Linked DNA regions of Mus musculus: all the other regions are linked to region 1. A link is a contact called in public HiCAR-type and HiChIP or PLAC-seq data. All regions are on one chromosome and are shown on one strand. Each heading gives the region's core, a stretch centred on a gene start, on an enhancer-like site or on the middle of the called end of the contact. The rest is flanking DNA. Distances are from core to core; before and after follow the strand shown. Region 1 has its middle 49 kb from the start of Gm32007. Region 2 has its middle 120 kb from the start of Gm31894. Region 3 has its middle 81 kb from the start of Gm31894.

Region 1 (3,440 bases), core at 277-2,776:
TATCTTTGGCAGGAGACTGCAAGGGGATGATGACCTCTGTGGCTGGAGAAAGAAGAGGGGTGCAGGGAAGTGTCTGTGTGAGTCACAACCACACCCTTCTCTTTCTCACTCCTGTTCAGGGGACTTGAAACATCCTGGTCCCAGGTAAATGTATCTTTTTAATGTATCTTACAGATGTGACCACCTCTACCCCAGGTAATGAACTTATGAGAGAAAAGGATTACATTAGAATACTAGGGCTCAGTGGGTGGGGGTCATCAGATAGTCATTTCTTGAAATATGCCATGGCAGGTTTACACCACAAAAATAGTGTTTTTGTGTGTGTGTGTGTGTGTGTGTGTGTGTGTGTTGTGTGTGTGTGTGTGTGTGTGTAAAATGAGACTAGCTAGTCTGGCTAGCAATGCCACATGATCAGATCTGCCTATCCCCCATTCTCCCTCCACAGTTCTGGAGTCACATGACCAGCTCTTAATGTGTTTGGGATCTGAAGTCAGGTCTTCATGCTTACACAGCAAGCACTTTCTTAATCAGTATACTGAACAGTCTTCCAGGCATGGGATCTTTTTTATCTTGAGAACTTGTTTGCTATGAAAACCACTCACATCCAGGCTGCACAGCCAGAACAATGAAATTCGAATCTGTGTGTGTCTGAGGTGTGATGATTTCAGAACTCAGGTAGTTTTAAGATTCAGCTAAACTTGGACCTGGGGGCACTTTCTAAGCTAACTCCTCATTTTACACAGCAGGGGGTGGGATCAAAGGTGTAGATTAAAGCTGCCCCCCACTCCCGCAAGAAAACAAAACAAAACAAAAAACCCCACACCCCCAAACCAAAAAAACTCTGGTAGCTTCCAGGGTGATTTCCAGACCCTAGGACAATTCAACTTTCTCCTACAAAGTTAAAGGATGTGCAGCCTCATCTCTGTACCATTTGGCCTCTTTGGCTCTCCCCTCTGTCCCACATTCCTTTACCTGACCCTTCTTGTTAGCTATCAAGCAGCACTTGCTAGGAACTGAGGCTCCACATAAGGCTCCTGTAGGAAACAAGAGTCCCTGCCCTTACCATGCAGAGGAGCAACATTTCCGATGGTTCAGGATTCCTCAAAGTTGGGAATTGGGCCTTCACTCCTCAAAACATCCTGGTCCTTCTGTCCCAGGGAAGCCCCTCATCTGTATACAAAAGGATGGCCAGAGAAGGCAGCGGGCCCTTCTCCTAAGAGGGGATGAGTAATGAAAATACTTTACAAAGTACTTTCACAAGCATGATCTCATTTGGGTTGATGACCCAGGGGCTCCTGAATGGAGAAAGGAGTGGGGGGCTTGGGAATTCAAATTGCATCTCCATTGTCTTGGGAAACCCTTTCCGGCAAATAGGAGTCAGCAAATCCCCACCTTCCCATCCCTCCTTCTCAGTCCAGGAGCATTTAGAACTAATTGAATCACCAGCTCAGCTAATGCAGCCTCCATTAAGACCACAATGTCCCTAGGGAGAAGCCATTGAAGATAAGTAGAAAGAGCCACACCCAACTCCAGGATCACCCCAGCCCCCCACTGCCTTAGTCATCTTAGTGCCCCATGGACCTGCCTGTCTGACCCCTTAGATGTGTGGTGGGAGGGGCTGAGAGCAGGAATAATTTATGTACTCCATTTATTTCCTTATCCCAAGGAAAAAAATGTAATCTTAGTAGAATTGATAGATATACATTCCTAATAGGTGATGTGTTTCTCTTCTTGGTTTTTCTCTTGAAATAAACTCTTTCTCTTTTGGGGAAATTGAATCACAAAGTAAATAGCTGACTGCCCAAAGGTCGGGGGCAGGGGTGGGGGGAGCTGGAAAGGTAGCAATAAAAACTTGGTGCTCTGACTTGTTAACACTCAGACAACAGCAACTTTTATCTGAGGTAGGATGTTGGTTGGGTTTACTTACTGAATTATGCTAGCCGTTGGGTGGGGTTAGGAGATGGGGTTAGAGATGGGGTGAGGGGTTAGGAGAGGGAAGCAATCACAGCAAGACAGGCAGTCCAGGTTCTGGGAGTTGTGGGTCTGATGGCCAGGGTTAGTGTGGGAATGCTAAACTCCTATGTGTAAACGAAGAGAGGGAACTGGTTAACTTGGGTCAAGTGTGCTTTATCTCCCACCAGTGTGTTGGTGTACATGCTGTAGTTCTGTAAAGGCTGAACACTTACCAAGTCCTTCCAGAGCTCTCTTTCCATGCTCAAGTCACCATGACTATATCACCATATACACACTGCACACGGCAGGGCTCCCAGGGCTCCTCTCCCATCCCCCACGCAGCTCTGTGCCAGGGATGAAAGCGTGTCTGATTTGTAAGTTGGCCTTTCAGTTTCACCTGGTCTGTCTGCGCTCCATCTCCACTGTCTGGATTTCCTGGGTGATGATAGAGCAGGCAGCCATCAGCCAAGTCAGTCCAGCGCTGCTGAGGGCCCTGGTGATTAACGGTCAGTGTTTAGGTCAGCGATGAATTCTTTCAGAGAGGTTTGAGCTTTCCCTTTTAAAAAGAGAACAACACATTTGCATGTTGCATCACAGTATCTTTTTCTGAGAAAGATTGAACAAGACAAAAAAAAAGCACACAAAAATAAAAATATTATTTGCCACCACCCAGGAACAAATACTGCAAGTGTTTCTTGCCAACTTTTTAACTAAAATGTGAAACACACACACACACACACACACACACAATACATGTATTTATATTCACACATATATCTACATAAGAGTACAGTCTCCATGATCCAAAGTGTACCCTCTTATCCAGAGTGGCTTTATTTTGGCTATATACCTATATATCTATTGTTTCACCAATAGAAGGGCAGTCTCAGAGATTAGAGTGGAGTTGAAAAATCAACTAGTGATGTCTCGGGTGTTCTTCATTGTGTAAGGACACTCTGTGACACCCACACAACACTGAAATTATCAAAGACACACTCATTAGAACATGTCCCTGAGTTTATTAAATGATGACAATGGTGTCTGTGTGTGGACTCCTTGCTACTGGAGCAAATCTAATCCTAAACCCCGAATCCCAGTGCTCCCAAGGCCTGGACTTTCTGTGTATCATATCAGTATTCAGAAAGTTCAGATCTGGGGGCTTTTAGATTGTGAAAACCCAACTGATATATTATATATGCAGTATGTGTGTGTGTGTGTGTGTGTGTGTGTGTGTGTGTGTGTGTGTGTGTAGGGGGTGTGTAGGGTGTGTGTGTAGGGTGTATGTTGACAAAAATGAAAATGAGGTGAAACTTTGAGTGTAGCCATTTTCAAAGAGAACAATACAAGGGGGAAGAACGAGAAAGGGACTCAGTTCAGTTTTCTTGTGGTCACAGGGAGAGGTTTTTCTTGAGTCAGATGACATTCCAGGTCTCAGACATGCTTTGGGAGGTGTGAGGGTTGTGGGGGTGGGATGCCAGCAACCTCAG
Region 2 (3,440 bases), core at 305-2,804, 810 kb after region 1:
AGAACAGGGAGAGTTGGGGTACTTGAAGAAACCAGGCTCTCTGAGAAAGGCTGAGGAAGCAAAGGAGACAGGTGAGGAGTTTATATGCTGCTCCCCAGAGTAGGGGATAATAGACTCCTAGGATAATGATTGGAGGGGCTGCTTTAATAAGACTCTGTATGTGCACTGGACCACCCCAGGGAGCCAGTGGCTAACTGGCAGAGCTGGCTGGAGCGCTGGATTCATGTGCCTTGCATTGGTGCCTACAGATGTACTCCCTCTGCACTTCGGGACTGAGGAGGGGGACGCAACCTGCAGAACTCTAAAGATGTGGGGTTATTTGTTGGAATAGGGAAGGGAGAAAGTGGGGGTAGATCTGTGTGGACAGTGAATGTTCCAACCATAAGCCCACACACACATACACATGCGCACACACACACACACACACACACACACACACACGCGGGGGGGGGGGGACAGAGACACAGAAACAGAGAAGGAGATTTTTAAAGGGGAGAAGAGAATACACACAGAGGGACATAGACAACCTATGACCCAGACCTTCCTTCCAATAGCTTTTCTGGGGTGGGGTGGGGGTGGAAAGGGGGTGCATGTGTGCAGACACCAAAGGACAGGCTCTAGAATCATTCCTCAGGTACCCCTCGCCCTGATTTTTGCAACAAGGTTCCTCACTGACTTGGAAATTGCCAAGTAGGCTAGGCAAGCCAGCCAGCACACCCCAGGGTGAATCACCATACCCTACTTTCACCCTACTTTTCTAAATCCAGGTTCTCAGACCACAGTCTTACTATGTCTCAAAACTTTCCTGAAGGAAGGGGCCTGGATGCTGTCAGCCCCAGGACAATGAGCTAGACTGCCCTTTGTCTAATCTTCTTCTTGTCACTGTCCCTATGCCCTGAGACTCTCTCTCTTCCCTCTCCAAGTTCCTTGGGTGTCCCTCATAAAATCTCCACAAACACAAACCACAGAAGGCCTGGCTTTCTTGAGAAGTCCACTGCGAGCTAGCTGCCTTTCCTACAAGCTCCACTTTCCTGCAAAGCCATCCTCACAGGGTACCCGAGGAGAGGCTCTGTAAGAGCATCACTTCCTTACCACGAAGCAGTAAGGTACTTTCCTTCGATGCTGACTCTACCTTAAAGCCAGAAGAACCCTATTCCCCAGGATCCTCCATGGGGCCAGAGACCAGATTATAATAGTCAAGGGTTGAGTAAAGGTCACGTCTATAATGCTACCCTCTTATCCACACTCTGGAGACCCGGGTTGGCTTCTGGAAGCTGTGGGGAGGGGTGTGAGCTCAAGTTCATATGCTGATTTTGCTCAGTGGATATCAATGGCCTTCAGCAGTGATGCTTTTGGTAGCTGAGTCCTCTGCCAGCCTCTCAGTCAAATTACTGGTGTTATAGGAATCTGTTTTTAAAACTCCCTCTGCAAGTCAATAGAATGTCAATTTAGTTCTTCTTTTGTTAAGTCTGTATAATGCCTGTCCTTTTCTTTGCCTGTTAAATGAATCTCAGGGTCACCTCCCAGCCCTGCTCTCCTTCACTGTCCTCAGTAAGCCATCTGCCCTTGAGCCTTGGGGCAGTAAACTGCCTTATGTTCCCGGTTCTGTTTCCCCTCCTCCACAGTCCCCATCCTCACGAAAGAAAAGTCACCAAGTAACGGCCAGAGGGTGAAGGTCATAGCATAGCTCAGAAGGTGGAAGGATGGAAGCCTCGGTCATGAAGAGGCATCTGAACTCTTATAACCTCTTCTATGTGTCAAGATTCTTGAATTACAAAGATTGGAAACCAACTCCCTTAAAGGAGACGCTAGAGAACAGGAGCTAAGCAAAACCCTTGGGTTGTCCCAGCGGCATCAGTGTGTCCGTTGTGGTGTCATGTTGGGAAGAGCCTGGTCACTGGCAGAGGCACCCAAATGGTTTCAGTCTCCATTTCTATGCCCAAGATCTGAATCCCCAGCAGGCACCTCTAACAGTGAGGCTTGTACCATATGTTCTTCCGTTGTCTGGAAAAGGTAGAGATTCTGGTTATCTATCACCCCCAGAGTGCTCGTGGAGATCTAGGAAGCAATAAGCCTGGAAATAAACACAATAGTTGCTGAGGCTCAAGTAAGAGTAGTCGCCCAAGGGCATGTGTTAGAAACTAGCTCCCCTTTCTCCTGTCAATCAAAGATTCTTGCTGTTGCCACATAGTGACAGTCATAGAAGCCAAAAACAATACAAAGACTGCTCTTATATCCACAACTTAGTAGATCAATTTTCCACAACATAATTCTCTCTTATCTTCACTCACTCTGACCAAGGATCTCTAGAAACCTGAGCTTCAACCAGCTCAGCTCACCTCTGGGACTCAGGAATTCGCTTGCCAAAAGCAACTTTCTGTAGCTTTGACTGATAGGAAACCAAGACACTACTTGGCAAAATGAAGTTAATGAACTGGCTTTTCCATGAGTTGGCTGATAGTGTATTTCCACAGGGCTCCCACACGCAGGACCACACCTGGAACCACCTTCTGAGAAGGTCAGAGAGTTCTAAGGTCTTCTCTAGCAGACAGGAAATCACTTCAAGTTTAGGAACCACCTGCTTGATCCCAGAAGCTTCTATTGATAACATGGTTCCACCCTTCAGAACAGAGTTAGAAGATCTAGAGCGCCCCCTAAGGGCTTGTGAGCTAAAGGCTTCATCTACTAATGGAGCTGTTGGTGGAACATGTAGGAAAACTTGCTACATTGAGAGGTAAGCTCTCAGCAGTTTCTACCGCCAATACCCTAGACTTTCCCATGTTGCCCTCCATCCTTGTTTCCTATCTCTCTCCCATCCTCAGCTGGAAAGAACTGGAGGGCCATAGAGAGGGTGTTTGAATTGTTGTCCTGCAACCCATCCAGATTCATCCCAGATGCTTATTTCTTTCATCTAGCACCAAGCAGTAGAGAACACTGAGGTTCTATGGGTTCTGTGAGAGTCTCCTGTGTGGCAGGCACTGTCATAACAGTCGTTTATAGACTCCACCATTTAGTCAGGACCTCTAAAGGTCAGGAGTTCAAATGGCCCATAGTTCAGAACTCACCCAGGATCCCACATCTTCCAAGCAGCAGTGACAGGCTCCACTATTAATTGCTTTCTTCCCAGAACCATTTGAAACCCTGCTTTGAAGAAGCAACCAGGGTTGTTGCTCTGTAGTATAGGTGAGCAGATGAAGTCAAGAAGCCAGAGGCTGGTGATTGCCTTTGTGTCTCAATAGAGCAAACTTCTCATCTCCCTGGTGGGGCACAGGACTTTCCTGCCCCAGATTCTTCAAGACTTTTCTATAACTGTCCTAAAAAGTGATTTTCTTTTCCAAACATCTAAGGATTAAAGGCTTGCCTACTGCCAGGATGCTCTAGGACTTCTAACCCCCTCTAAAATCTTCCTGATGTTTTCAGTTAGGTCATCTTGATGAATG
Region 3 (3,440 bases), core at 586-3,085, 770 kb after region 1:
GAGATGGTCGCAGCATCTGCAGGTGATGCTCACACTAACTGTCTCAAGGACATGGTGACCAGGTAGCCTTCCTCCTCAAGGAGCAGAAAGAAGGCAGCAGCAGGGATTGGAATGGGACGGTCTGCCTGTCAGTCAACCTAGTCCCCTGAGTCCCCCAGACATGGCTCTGGCATGCCAGAGGGCTGAGGCCAGTATGCTCTACGAAAGAACTGAGAGAAAGGTACAAACCCAGGCTTGAGCCCTGGAAGGGACTTTAGAGATGATCAATTTTTAAATAATCTCCGCTTCATATTCAGAAACTTGACACACAAGGGCTTGGTGACCTGCCCAAAGAAACATGGAGAGATCGCCAAGTTTATAAACCCTGCCCCTCCACCCCACTCCCACCCTATTAGGAATTGATGCTTCTCTGCTCCTCTGGGAACAGTCTGACCTGTGCTCAGATGAAATGCTAATCCTGAGCGACTCACCGATGTGGTCAGTACGCTCTGAAGCCCCGCCCCCTCTTCTCCGTTTTCTTCCCCAAGCCACTCTGCTTCCTTAAAGGCAGAACAGATGAGGAAGGCACACACACAGATGTGCCAGGATCTGCAGCTGGCAGGCTCGGAAGCCCTCTCTCTTAAGCATTGCTCCACCCTAGCCTGCACCAGTAGCAAAGAAGTAAAGACCTCGCGGATGAATGAGAACGGGGCGGTGGGAAACCCAATTCGTTCTCCAAGGACACGAGCGCCCTCTGCTGTTCGCATGATGAATTACGGATTCGGACTAAACCGCATGAACGCAGCAGCTAAGTCTCACCAAATCAAGAGGGTTGCAGCCACCACCACCACCACCACCACCACCACCACCACCACCACCACCAACAACAACAACAACAACAACAACAACAACAACAACAACAACAACAACAACAACAACAACAACACATAACTAAAGAAAAGACCAATAAAAGTGAGACCCAAAGTGGAATCTGGGAGGAGAAAAGCTGCCTGAGTTCTTCTATGTGGACCTTCGAGCAAAGTTCAAGGTCCTGCCCATTCCCCATTTACCCGCTTTGTGCTCCCCAGGTATTTTCTAGTTTGATTTCAAAGCAAGCTGTGTAGTGATTTGGGGGTAGGGGGAGCCTACTTACTCCACAACCTCTTGAGTTCTGAGAGTTTATAAATATTCACCTTGGCAACTTTGAGCACAGATCAAAGCTACAGTAGATAGGATGAAGGACTAGAACGCTGGGATACAGCTCCATGGCTGTCACTTCCTACTCGTGTTGGACCTTTCTGTGCCTCGCTCTCCTCATCTGTAGAATGGGTCTTCTGAGTCCTAGGGAATTCCCTTAGGTAACAGATGGTGCAGTTTTGGCAAGCCAGGGTGGAGAGATCCGATTCAGGCCCCCGACCCTTATCAGTTTTCTTCCCTGTTTTGTGAGCAGTAGTGAGGTAAAGGGGTTACAGAGATAGGACACTGTCTTGCTCCATTTCTCCACATGGGTGACCACAGAGCAAGGCCTCTGGTAATTCTATTGCAGCCTTGGCGATTTACTGAGCTCCTATTAGTAGGCAAGGCCTGCTGTGTAAATTCTGCGGGCTCCTGAGGACTGGTGCTCAGGAAGACAGGAGGGCACAGAGTAGAGATCCCAGAACAGCATAGGAGCCTTGAGATTGGAGCCTGGGAGGCCAAGGACAGGCCAGCTTCCTCTGAGTCTAGCATTTCCCGAGGCCAGCCCTGAAATGACTTTCCTTGTCTAAAAGGTCAAGGTCATGGGCTTGGGGGTGTAGTGCTGTAAGGCAGAGCGCTACCATGTGTGTCTCCCGACAGCTGCTCTGTCTCCTGGTCTCAGTGACAACACAGCCGTTAAGGAGACCTCGCCCGTGATCGGTGTGGAGGATGCGCGTACATTATCATATGATCATGGCATTCGTCAGCGATCCCTTTCCTATTTTCTGCATGAGGCTCCCTTATTTGAATGTGTTTCCTCAACAGAAATGAGAACTCTTCTTTGTCCCTTCTTCGGTCCCAGAGCTGTGGTGGGGCGGGGATATCCCAGGTGCATCTGCGAGGAAGCTTCCAGAGGGACCCAGAATGCTATTACTGAAGGCTAAATGTTCCGTGGCTAAAAGCTGCTGTAGCAATCTTGGCATCCACTCTGTTTGAATGGGTACATTACTGTAATGTCCCATTGCTGCCGTCAGCACGCAGAGGGCTGGGCTATTTGTAACCGCTGAGACGCCTGAGCAGCAACATAAAGATCAAATGGTAGAGACTTCCTCTGCCTCAGCTGAGACAACCAGGCTCAGGGCTTTGAATTTGGCCGGCCACCTACCTCAGAAGCTGTGGCCCAGGGCTTCTGGTGTGTGGGAGCGCTACGGGGAGAGGAGGGTGGTAAGACAGGGTGGGCTAGAGAGAGAAAATAAGGGGAGAGGGCAGAGGCAAGGTGTGGACCCAGGAGCGAAGACTTCGGCATAACTCCACCCCCACGCTCCTGAACCCTGTCCTGAAGCCACCATCTGCCCCCTATCCAGCCCCCTCTGCCCCTCAGATCAGGTCGATGACTTCAAGGTGTTCAGGAGAGCAGCTGCAGGTTTCTACCCCTGCTATCACACACAGAAGAAGATGCAAAACCAGTCGCTCCCCCAAGGTCCAATGTGGGTGCAGGGAGGGCTGGGGGACTTTTAGTGTTCTGGATGGAATTTAGAAGGTGAGAGGAGATGAAAATACGGTAGGAGGGATCAATATGTCAAGATCATGTTACCACGCACTCAAGGCTACTTCTGCCTTATGTGGCGTTAAACCTCCCCGCCCCACACACCACCACCACCACCACCACCCCACCCCGCCAAGTCGTTATGTGGTCTGGTTGTTCCTGTCCGTGGGTCCCCATCCACACCCTGGGAGTTCATATGAGCTTTGATCATGTTGATTTAAAGGGGCTTGTTTTCTTGGCCTCCTCTGTCCCCTCTGGCTCTTACCCCCTCTCTGCTTCCTCTTCCTCGGGGTTCCCTGGGGGGGGGGACTTGATGGAGACACCCCATGTAGGGATGAGTGCCTCTGATCTTCTCTATACACTGCCAGCTGACACCCTTATGGCTGTGTGGTGGTGTGTGATACCTCCCCTCCCCCGTTTACACACAGTCTCCTCTAGCCAGGCTGTGCCTTTCAGCCTAGGTGTGCTGGTGGCCACTTCACTTCTGTCCCTCCCGTGTCCTATCACATCACCAGGATTCTTCCCAACCCATACTCATCGAATTTACTTATTTGTGTGTGTGCACACACACATACACACACTTTTGTGCATGCACAAGTCCATGCACAACTGTACCCTGGTGCTTGTGTGGAGGCCAGAGAACAACTTAGAAAAATCATTTCTCTCTTTTGACCCATATGGGTCTGGTATTCAAACTCGGGCAGTCAGGCTTGGCAGCATCACCTGCTGAGCCACTTCA

What was found. HiCAR-type assays count read pairs that join an accessible place to other places. HiChIP or PLAC-seq counts read pairs in DNA pulled down with a chosen protein or histone mark.
Region 2: a contact with region 1 is called in a HiCAR-type map of embryonic stem cells, with 5 times the contacts expected there. The contact joins two enhancer-like sites. A contact is called at or near these places in 2 of 115 datasets of contacts at active chromatin or transcription factors (both in embryonic stem cells) and 1 of 9 other capture datasets (embryonic stem cells).
Region 3: a contact with region 1 is called in an H3K27ac HiChIP or PLAC-seq map of embryonic stem cells, with 4 times the contacts expected there. The contact joins two enhancer-like sites. A contact is called at or near these places in 1 of 484 Hi-C or Micro-C datasets (embryonic stem cells), 1 of 115 datasets of contacts at active chromatin or transcription factors (embryonic stem cells) and 1 of 9 other capture datasets (embryonic stem cells).

Annotation. Positions count from the first base shown.
Region 1 is chr6:32,704,642-32,708,081 of GRCm38.p6, reverse strand. No RefSeq gene overlaps it. Among named protein-coding and RNA genes, the nearest start is that of Gm32007, 49 kb to the right of the region's middle. Within about 2 kb of position 1,526, at least 13 of the 459 cell types and tissues checked have an H3K27ac peak or open chromatin away from gene starts, as enhancers often do. A contact at or near this core is called in embryonic stem cells, where this site is marked.
Region 2 is chr6:31,895,240-31,898,679 of GRCm38.p6, reverse strand. No RefSeq gene overlaps it. Among named protein-coding and RNA genes, the nearest start is that of Gm31894, 120 kb to the left of the region's middle. Within about 2 kb of position 1,554, at least 5 of the 459 cell types and tissues checked have an H3K27ac peak or open chromatin away from gene starts, as enhancers often do. A contact at or near this core is called in embryonic stem cells, where this site is marked.
Region 3 is chr6:31,935,641-31,939,080 of GRCm38.p6, reverse strand. No RefSeq gene overlaps it. Among named protein-coding and RNA genes, the nearest start is that of Gm31894, 81 kb to the left of the region's middle. Within about 2 kb of position 1,835, at least 48 of the 459 cell types and tissues checked have an H3K27ac peak or open chromatin away from gene starts, as enhancers often do. A contact at or near this core is called in embryonic stem cells, where this site is marked.